Regions from separate parts of the Neogale vison genome. Here region 1 is linked to region 2. The links are chromatin contacts, called in public Hi-C maps. All regions are on one chromosome and are shown on one strand. Each heading gives the region's core, a stretch centred on a gene start, on an enhancer-like site or on the middle of the called end of the contact. The rest is flanking DNA. Distances are from core to core; before and after follow the strand shown. Region 1 holds the start of PWP1 (periodic tryptophan protein 1 homolog). Region 2 holds the start of RTCB (RNA-splicing ligase RtcB homolog).

The links. A called contact is a pair of places that touch in the nucleus more often than the background predicts.
Region 1: a contact with region 2 is called in a Hi-C map of muscle, with 8 times the contacts expected there. The contact joins the promoter of PWP1 here to the promoter of RTCB in region 2. A contact is called at or near these places in 2 of 3 Hi-C or Micro-C datasets (fibroblasts and muscle).

What each region holds. Positions count from the first base shown.
Region 1 is chr12:14,690,510-14,694,876 of ASM_NN_V1, forward strand. It overlaps PWP1 (periodic tryptophan protein 1 homolog), which reads right to left and starts at 1,384. Exons shown (of 15, transcript XM_044226838.1): 1 at 1,176-1,384. The coding sequence starts at 1,247.
Region 2 is chr12:14,540,922-14,545,087 of ASM_NN_V1, forward strand. RTCB (RNA-splicing ligase RtcB homolog) reads left to right here and starts at 2,371. Exons shown (of 12, transcript XM_044227097.1): 1 at 2,371-2,548. The coding sequence starts at 2,456. BPIFC (BPI fold-containing family C protein) reads left to right here. Exons shown (of 17, transcript XM_044228344.1): 17 at 221-803. The coding sequence ends at 343.

The DNA of each region.
Region 1 (4,367 bases), core at 134-2,633, 150 kb after region 2:
TTGAACCCATGACCCTGTGATCAAGAGCCCAGGCTCCACCAATGAAGCCAGTGAGGTGCCCCAGACATCACTACCTTCTGCAGCTCTCCAAGTGGTTCCAGTGTGTGGACAAGTCTGGAACTCATACAGTCTTTAAAAGGTTACATGTCCCTTTTTAATAACAACTATTACCTCCTTCAATAATTTCTATTGAGATAATTTCCTGGCCTTATTCTTTCTCTCTATATATACACACAATGAGCACCTACTGGAGCCAAGCACGGGAGAAACTGGTGAATAAAACAAGCACAGTCTGTCCCCTGGTGGAATTTAAACCTTCCAAGCCCTCATTCCTGTTAACCTCACCTCCCAGCCACTTACATTCCTATCACTTTTCCCACCTTTGTCATCACTGGCCCAAATACATTCAGTACCCCCTCCCCTTTCCATTCATAGCATTTACTCCCACGGACATATATGCGCATGTCAACTCCATAAAGGCATTTTTCTGTTTTGTTTATGCCTACCCCTGGACCCTGAACAATGCCCAACCCACAGAAAGCACTGAGTAAATATCAGCTGAAGAACTTAAATTATCTTCACCTCTACCACTGACTCATTTTCGAACTTCTGCAGGTTTTTTCCTTCTTAATGTGTCAGGTTTACCTCTCATCACCCACTGCCACAACATCTCACTTGGATCACTGCGAGAAATTCCCAATTCAGCGCCCGCCTCACGACGTCATAGTCTCCATACCAGTTGTTCTACCCTCCAGCTCTCATCCTGCCCAGAATGCCAAGCACACGAGTAGAAAGTGGTTTCCCATTATCCCATGCTCCCTCTTCCCGCTATGCCTGAACACGCACTAGAGTGAGCGTGAACCCTCACTGCTGTCAGTGAGAAGTTGAGAGATTTCCCGCTGAGAGCAGCACCCCGCCCCCTTCCCGCCCGCCAGGCCCACGTGCTCGCCAATTCCGGGGTGGGCTGGACTCGTGGGAAGAGACCGTGAGGGGGCGCGGCCCCCGACTCGGAGCCGGGGGGCCCCTCACCACAATCAGGGCAAAGCCGGCCTCACCCCGGCCAGTCACACCAGCCAGGCCCAGGCCGCGTGGAGCGGGTCCAGGTTCTCTAGGCAGGCCTGGACGAGGATGCCGCGAAGAGGCCGCTCCCCCTACCTCCGAGCGGCCAGGCCTACCTTGTCTGGCGTCTCTTTGGCCACGCCGCAGCGGACCCAGGCCACGCAGGTCACCTGCCGACTGCGGTTCATGGTCCTCTCAACTCAAGGACGCCTCACGCTACAGATTCGGCTGCAGCAGCACCGAGACCCCCGCCGCCCTGCGGTCGCCAGGCTCTGTGACAAGCCTGGGGCTGCTGCTTGCACACGGCGCACGCGCAGACGCTGATTTCTGCGCCTCCGCGCCTTCTTGTGACGTCATTCCAGGGCGACCGACGGGAAAGGGGTGGGAAAAGGGTTGGAAGCCAAAACGGCTGTGCCGGGAATCCACGCTGGGGTGGCCCGGGCTGTGTGGGTTGATGTGAATGGGCTTTTCCAGACGGCCCCACCTGTGACAGTCTCTGCAGACTTCACGGAGGCAATAAATAAAACTGGAACTGTACGGGTCAGAGACCTTTATTTTGCCTGCAGTTGCATAGACTTCGCTGACAAATGGTAGCGGTTTGTGGTTTTCTTCTTTTAAAGCTTTCTCCAATATAGCTTTGTCATTTCAAGGGAGTTCAAGCGCTGTGTTGGGCTCCACGGAGCCTATGAAAATAGAAAGTTTGACTGCCCCGAGGCCACTATGTTGCGAGAAGGGCACATAGGAAGAGGCCACGCTTGGGCGCTCCAGTAGGCAGTCCCAAGTTTTTGGGTCAGCCCCGGCATGTAAATGTAAGGGCTCTAGATGATGCCAGCACCCAGACACCGATTCACGCCCGCCTTTGAGTCTCTCTGACTGAGGCCCAGACACCATGGAGCAGGAATGAATTGTCGCCACTGTGCCCTGCCTCAAATACTCATCCCCCAGAATCTGTGATCTTCGTTAAATGGCTGTTTTAAACCGTTACGGGTTTGTTTTTTTTTTTTTTAATTCTCCCATAATATTTTTAAGATGACAAAATACATATAAAATTTACCATTTTAACCATTGTTATTAGTTTTTTTAAAATTTTCATTTATTTGAGAGAGGGAGAGAGAGCATGAGCAGGAGGAGGAATGGAGGGGCGGAGACAAATGGAGAAGCCGGCTCCCCAGTTAGCAGGGAGCCCAATTCGGGACTTGATCCCAGGACCCTGGGATAATGACCTGAGCGGAAGGCAGTTAATGGACTGAGCCATGGAGGCGCCCCTAAATCATTTTTCAACGTGCAGTTTGTTGGCATTAAGTACCAAACCACTAAGTTTGGCATTTAAAAAATGCATTAAAATGCATTTTTTAAATGCAGCAATAATAATTGGAACAGGCAAGCAAGCACCTGTGCTATATTTAGAGGAGGGCACATGAAATGATTTATTAGTAGAGGCTGATTTAATAACACTTGGCTGGGCTCAGTCAGGTGTGCGGGTGGAAATACAAGAAATGGGCTTCTGTTTGAGTATTTGCCTCTGGAACTCTTCCCTCCGTGGGCTTCCCTTTTAGGAATGAGCTGCTGCTTTTTCATGGTGCCTGCTGCAGAGTGGTCACTTGATAACTATTTTTTAAGATATTTTATTTATTTACTTTACAGAGAGGAAGGGAGAGAGAGCACAAACAGGAGGAGGGGCAGAGGGAGAGGGAGAAGCAGACTTCCCACTGAGCAGGGAGCCTGACATAGGGCTCAATCCCAGGACCCTGGGATCATGACCCGAGCTGAAGGCAACACTTAACCAGCTGAGCTGCCTAGGTGCCCTGATAACTATTTATTTGTTAAGTGAATGAGCAAATGAAAGCCTAGAAGGTGGGAGAGAACTCTGGTTATTTGGGGCCTGCCAAGCTTTCATTTGGATGCTGAGCTTATTTATGTTGGACATTTGGCCACTTCAACCCAAGTTGTAAATTCCCTTTAAAAATGAAAACCCAATTGCAGTTGGCATTATTCTTTATAACAAGAATTGAAAACGATTGAGCTTAAGTAGCTCCATTTCTAAGCCTGAATCTTGGGAACGCTGATGAGTGTATTTGAGTCTGAAAAGTCTCTTTGCCAGAGGCCAGAAAAATTGTACTTGGTTGCAGGTTGGTTATTCTTAGAGTTAAAGGTCCCAAAGGAGAGGACCCAGGCCCAACCCAGGCTGTTGTTACACACTCTAGCTCAGGGCTGTGTATAATTAGGTTCATAAACATTAGTTCTGATTGGTCGTGAGCTCTTGTAGGAAGTGAAGCCGGGATACCCTCCTCCCTGATCATAAGAGGCTCTCTTTCCCGCCCCTCCTCCAGCTAACCCCAAGAGTAACTGATGAGAAGTGGAAGGAATAACGAGATCATTACCAGTTAAGTGCTGGGGACTTGTACCACAAACAGATTTCCCAGTGACAAAATCAGGTATGCAGAAATGTTACTTTGTTATTCTAGTGAAGTTCATTTCCATGAGAACAGGAACCATGAGGGTTTGTTACCATAGAAAAGCCAACACCTAGCATGGTGTTTATGGCACAATGAATGGCCATAAATGTTGAATAAATGAAAGATATCAGAGTTCTAAACTGAAGTCTAGAGGCATCAGGGAACTTGGCCAGGGTCACATAGTAAATGACATGACACTGTCTTGGCCCCTAGCACAGAATCCTTTCCTCTATGCCAATGTTTTCTGGTTCGTTCATTCATTCATTCATTCATTCATTCTTCTGTCAGGACTCTTGGATGTGAGTGACAGGTAACTCCACTCTAATTGACTTAGAAAAGAAATGGAAACTATCTGCTCAGACGATTCAAGAATCCAGTGGCAGAAATGGCTTCTGAGTCAGCTGGATTCAGGGGCTTAAAGTAAGTCACCAGGATCTGACCTCTCCCATCCTCTCCGGCTTTGACTGTTTTGGCTAATTCTAAGTCTTCAGCAGGTTCAAGCCTGCTGCATCCTTGCTTCTTGCTGCCTGAGCAGAAGAGCACTTGCTTTTATTTCTGCTTCTGTCTCCTTTGTCTCCTCGGTCCTGGAACGATCACTTGTCCATTCCTGAACCAGTAAGTGTGCTCTGGAGAAAGTGATGTTTTCCTTGGTTAGGCCTGGCCATGTGTCCAGCTCTGGAGTCGGGGAGGGAGTGAGCCCTTACATGGAGCACATGGGTGAGAGCAGGGAAGGGAGCATGCCCTAGAAAAAAATTGGGGTCCTGCTATCAGGCATGGCTGGCAAGAAAGGACTGTTGCTCACAAAACTTAGCAAATGTTCTCCTTGCCACCTTTGTGCAGAGTTCCATTTGG
Region 2 (4,166 bases), core at 1,121-3,620:
GTCCCCTGCTTCTGTAGCTGCTCAAGTTACCTAGGGAGACAATAACCCCAAGTCTGCTCTGATGTCCGAGGCACTCACAAGGGGACAGCAGCAGGGAGGGAGTGACACAGGAGGACGTGGGAAAGAAGCCATCTCTCCCCCACCCCTTAGCAAACCCCAGAGGTCTATGACTGCTGGTGTCCAGGGTGTGACATTGTCTTCATTCTTGCCTCCTTTTCAGGGATTCCTTTTGATCTCCACCGACCTCAAGTATGAAACGTCCTTAAAGCAACAGCCAAGTTTCCATGGTTGGGAAGGTCTGAACCTCATAAGTGGACAGTGGAGGGGGAAGCCCGCCGCTTGATTGCCTGTTTGGAGCCCACCCCAGGCGGCCAGTGGCCCTTAATCCACAGCTACTGTAAGCCCAGAAGGGGAGAACAGTGCACGCTGGATTGTAAAGCCCTGCGAAGTGCTTAGGCTGACAGTTTTCCTTCTTGAGCCCTCAGGGACAGAGGGAGGCAAACTGAGTTAAAGAGCCAAATCGGGGTGTGTGTGTGTGTGTGTAGGGGTAGGCGTTTAAGTGTTTCATGTTTGAATGCACATTGTATGTTTCTGTGTTTATAAAACGCTGGGGCCTGGAGCTAGCCATGTGCCCTGGAGGAGGCGCATGAGAAAGCCCAAAGTACAGATTTGCCCGAGTTCTTCATGGAGGAGCTCCCTTTAGCTCTCTCAGCAACCCAGGGTTTCCCCCACTTCCCTCCATATTGGATTGTCTGTTTTATATTTACTGCTACTGTCCCTTGTATTTAATTAAACTTGTTTTCTATTAATGTGAACTTGTCTTTTTATTTGACAAATTCTCTGCTTCTGCTCTGGATTTTTTTTAAATAAAATAAGACAAAGATGAGGGAATTTAACATCTTTAACTAACATCTTTAATTTAACGTTGTTAACATCTTTAACATCTTTGACAAAAAGTGAGGGTATGCAGACTTCAAGGCTTGATCTAAAAAGGGACCAGCTTGGGATGCCTGGGTGAGTCAGTCGGTTAAGCGGCTGCGGTCAGCTTAGGTTATGATCCCAGGATCCTAGGGATTCTAGGATGGAATCTTCCATAGGCCTCCTTGCTCAGCAGGGAGCCTGCTTCTCCCTCTGCCTCTGCCTCCCACTCCCCCTGCTTGTGCTCCCTTTCTCTCTCTAGCAAATAAATAAATAAAATCCTTTAAAGGAGGGACAGCTTGGCTCCTCGGTGTTTCTGGTGAGAAACAGTGGTCATAGCAAACTCGAGAAGTTACAACGCTTCTTTGAGTTTTAGGGTTTTCCCTCCCAGATGAAATGGTAGTGCACTTAGCCTAGATCATTTGTTGCTGGGGATCTTAAGTTGTTAGAGCATCTAATTACTGGGGTGACACGGGGGCAGAAGAGGAGGAAAGAGGAGCCCGTATGGATAATGCAAGAAGGACTAGAAACCACCGACTTTGCCTTTGTGGCTCTCACAGTCTTCTGGGAAAGTGGATGCCAAGCCCCGTGCTGGTTACTCCAGGACAGTCAATCACCTAATGCTCACAGACGCTCAGAAGAACTGTGGTCCCATTTTACAGATGAGAAAACGAAGGAGGAGAGAGATGAATCCCATAAGGCTGGTAAAGCAGCCTGTGCTTTACATGGCAGAGGGAGAAATTGAGTCCAAGTCTTCCCCATCCCAAAGTCACCGCTATTTACATGCGGTAGGACTAGAAGCGGAAATACGTGAAAACCGCTTACTCTGGGAGCAAGAGAGGCATGTAAAAGAGTATGAACAAGGGTTCCAAGTCGTCCAGGAAGGGAAGCCCGGGCAGCCCGGCTGTCCGCCTGGACTGTGATCTGCTCATCTTCAGGGCGCACCTCTGGCCATAGCAACCAGCCCATCGATGTTCGCTGGAATAACGGGTAAACTGTCACCTTCATTCTTCGAAACGTTCTTTTTTGGCAGAAAAGTGATTTAACGTGCATCCACACATGCGTCCTGAAACATTACACGTGTCCAGTCATATTTATTTAAACAGGTTTCGCGGCTACGCGCATCTTTTTTCCCTCCCTGCTGGGAACGTAAACTCCACGCAGATTTTCATTACAGCAGTTGGACCTGATCCAGATTCAGTGCGTTCTTCAAGTGCTGAGAAGCACTTCCAAAACAAAGGATGACTACAAACTCGCTAAAAACGACAGCATTTAGTTCCCCTTTAAGCCCGAAGAGGGCTAGTAAATATCCAAGAAAGATAAACACTAGAGGGCAGTCTAACGTAACGAGAGAAAAGCGATTTGTAGGGGCCATGAGTTTCGAGCCTCGACACTTGCCGTCGCCCATCCTGCGGCGGAGCCTACTGCGCCTGCGCGTTGGCTTCCGGAAGGTGGTGCTTCAGGCCGCGGGACAGCGGGACAGCGCGGCAGCGTCTCTTCAAAGGGGAGCCGGGAGTTTTCGCCGCTTGTCGCCGCCATGAGTCGCAGCTATAATGATGAGCTGCAGTTCTTGGAAAAGATCAATAAAAACTGCTGGAGAATCAAGAAGGGCTTCGTGCCTAACATGCAGGTGAGGCGGGGAAGCAGGAGCCCGTGACGGGGCCTTCCCGGGGGCCCGCGGCGCCTCCCTGCCCACCCGGCCCGGCCTTCCCCCTCGTCCTCCCGACTCCTGGCTTAGCGCGGGGACCGTGCCCGTCCCCACCCTCCGGCCGGCCCCCCCCTCCCGGCGGGAAAGGTCCCCAAAGCGGAACATTCCGGGGGAAACCCAAGTGAACGCGAAATTCGCGCTTGCACAACGCTTTCGCGTGCAAGTCCCAGAAACGCGCCGCAAGATGTTACATTTTCGAGCTTTAGAGACGCGAGGGGTAGTTGTACACGGTGGCCCAGCCAGTCCCGGGTGGAGTCGCTGGGATGGGACTCTGTTCCTGACTCACGCTGGCCATCTGGGTGACGTTTACGAGACCTTTGTTTGCTGAAGCCAGTTATTAGCATTCACCGTTCAATAAGACGTCTTTGCGTCTCGCAGCGGTCTAGAAGATTCCCAGGGCAGGGTGGCTTGATTTGAATACTCACTTCGCTAAGGATGGGTTGGTGACACAGCTTCCTCTAGCCACCTCGTAAGCTCAGCCAGGACTTGATGCCCGTTTTACTTCTTTTCTCCGACGGAATGACGTATTCCCGATGGAGGCTTGGAACCCAGCACCAGGGAGCGTGAAAGCCTGGGTTCGCGCTCTCTCGCAGGCTTCGTTGCCATTTGTGTCTATTATTTTCCATTAAAGGGAAGAAAACAGTCGTTTGCAAGGTTCAGGGGCACATGTTGTTAAATAGCTTTTGAAGTCTTTCAAGGTGCCTTGGAAGCATATTGAACGGTTTGTGAGTCTCTTTTGGTAAGAGTTCCTGATAGCCACTCCACTCTTTTACTCAATATCAGAACTTACTGAGTGTCCCCCACGAACAGAGCTGGACTCTGAGAGGAGAAAAAGGCCATAGTCATAAGATTTCCTTTTTGCTGTTTCCGTTTAACCAGTTTCTGTCTATGGAATCTGGCTCCCTGAATGAGGGAATAGGAAATAACCATAACGTGATGGTCATGATAACACATGGTCAGTGTCTGGTAGTGATTCTGGCTTCACTTTTAATACACACACTTGCTGCTGATTCTGCCCAAGAGCAAGTCTCGTCCTGCCATTGGCAGCTACGGTTTCACTGTACACTTGACTACCACTTCTCTCCTAAGAGCGGAGAGTTGAAATCTCAATGTACTGCTCTTAAAGTTACTGACCTTTGTGCTAAGCTTGAATTCTATTCCGGCACTTGAGAGATGAGTGAACTTCACAGTAATTACCATATCTATCCTACTTAATCTCCGTTAAGACCCACATGCTGCACTAAAACTTCCTCTCCCCAAAACGCCCCCCTCCCAACTTTTTTTTTTTTTTTTTTAAAGATTTTTTATTTATTTATTTGAGAGAGAGAGACAGTGAGAGAGAGCTTGAGCGAGGAGAAGGTCAGAGAGCGAAGCAGACTCCCCATGGAGCTGGGAGCCCGATGTGGGACTCGATCCCGGGACTCCGGGATCACGCCCTGAGCCGAAGGCAGTCGTCCAACCAACTGAGCCACCCAGGCGTCCCACCCCCTCCCAACTTTATGTCATTTTTGTGTCTCCTTTTTATCTCCTGAATGTCTTG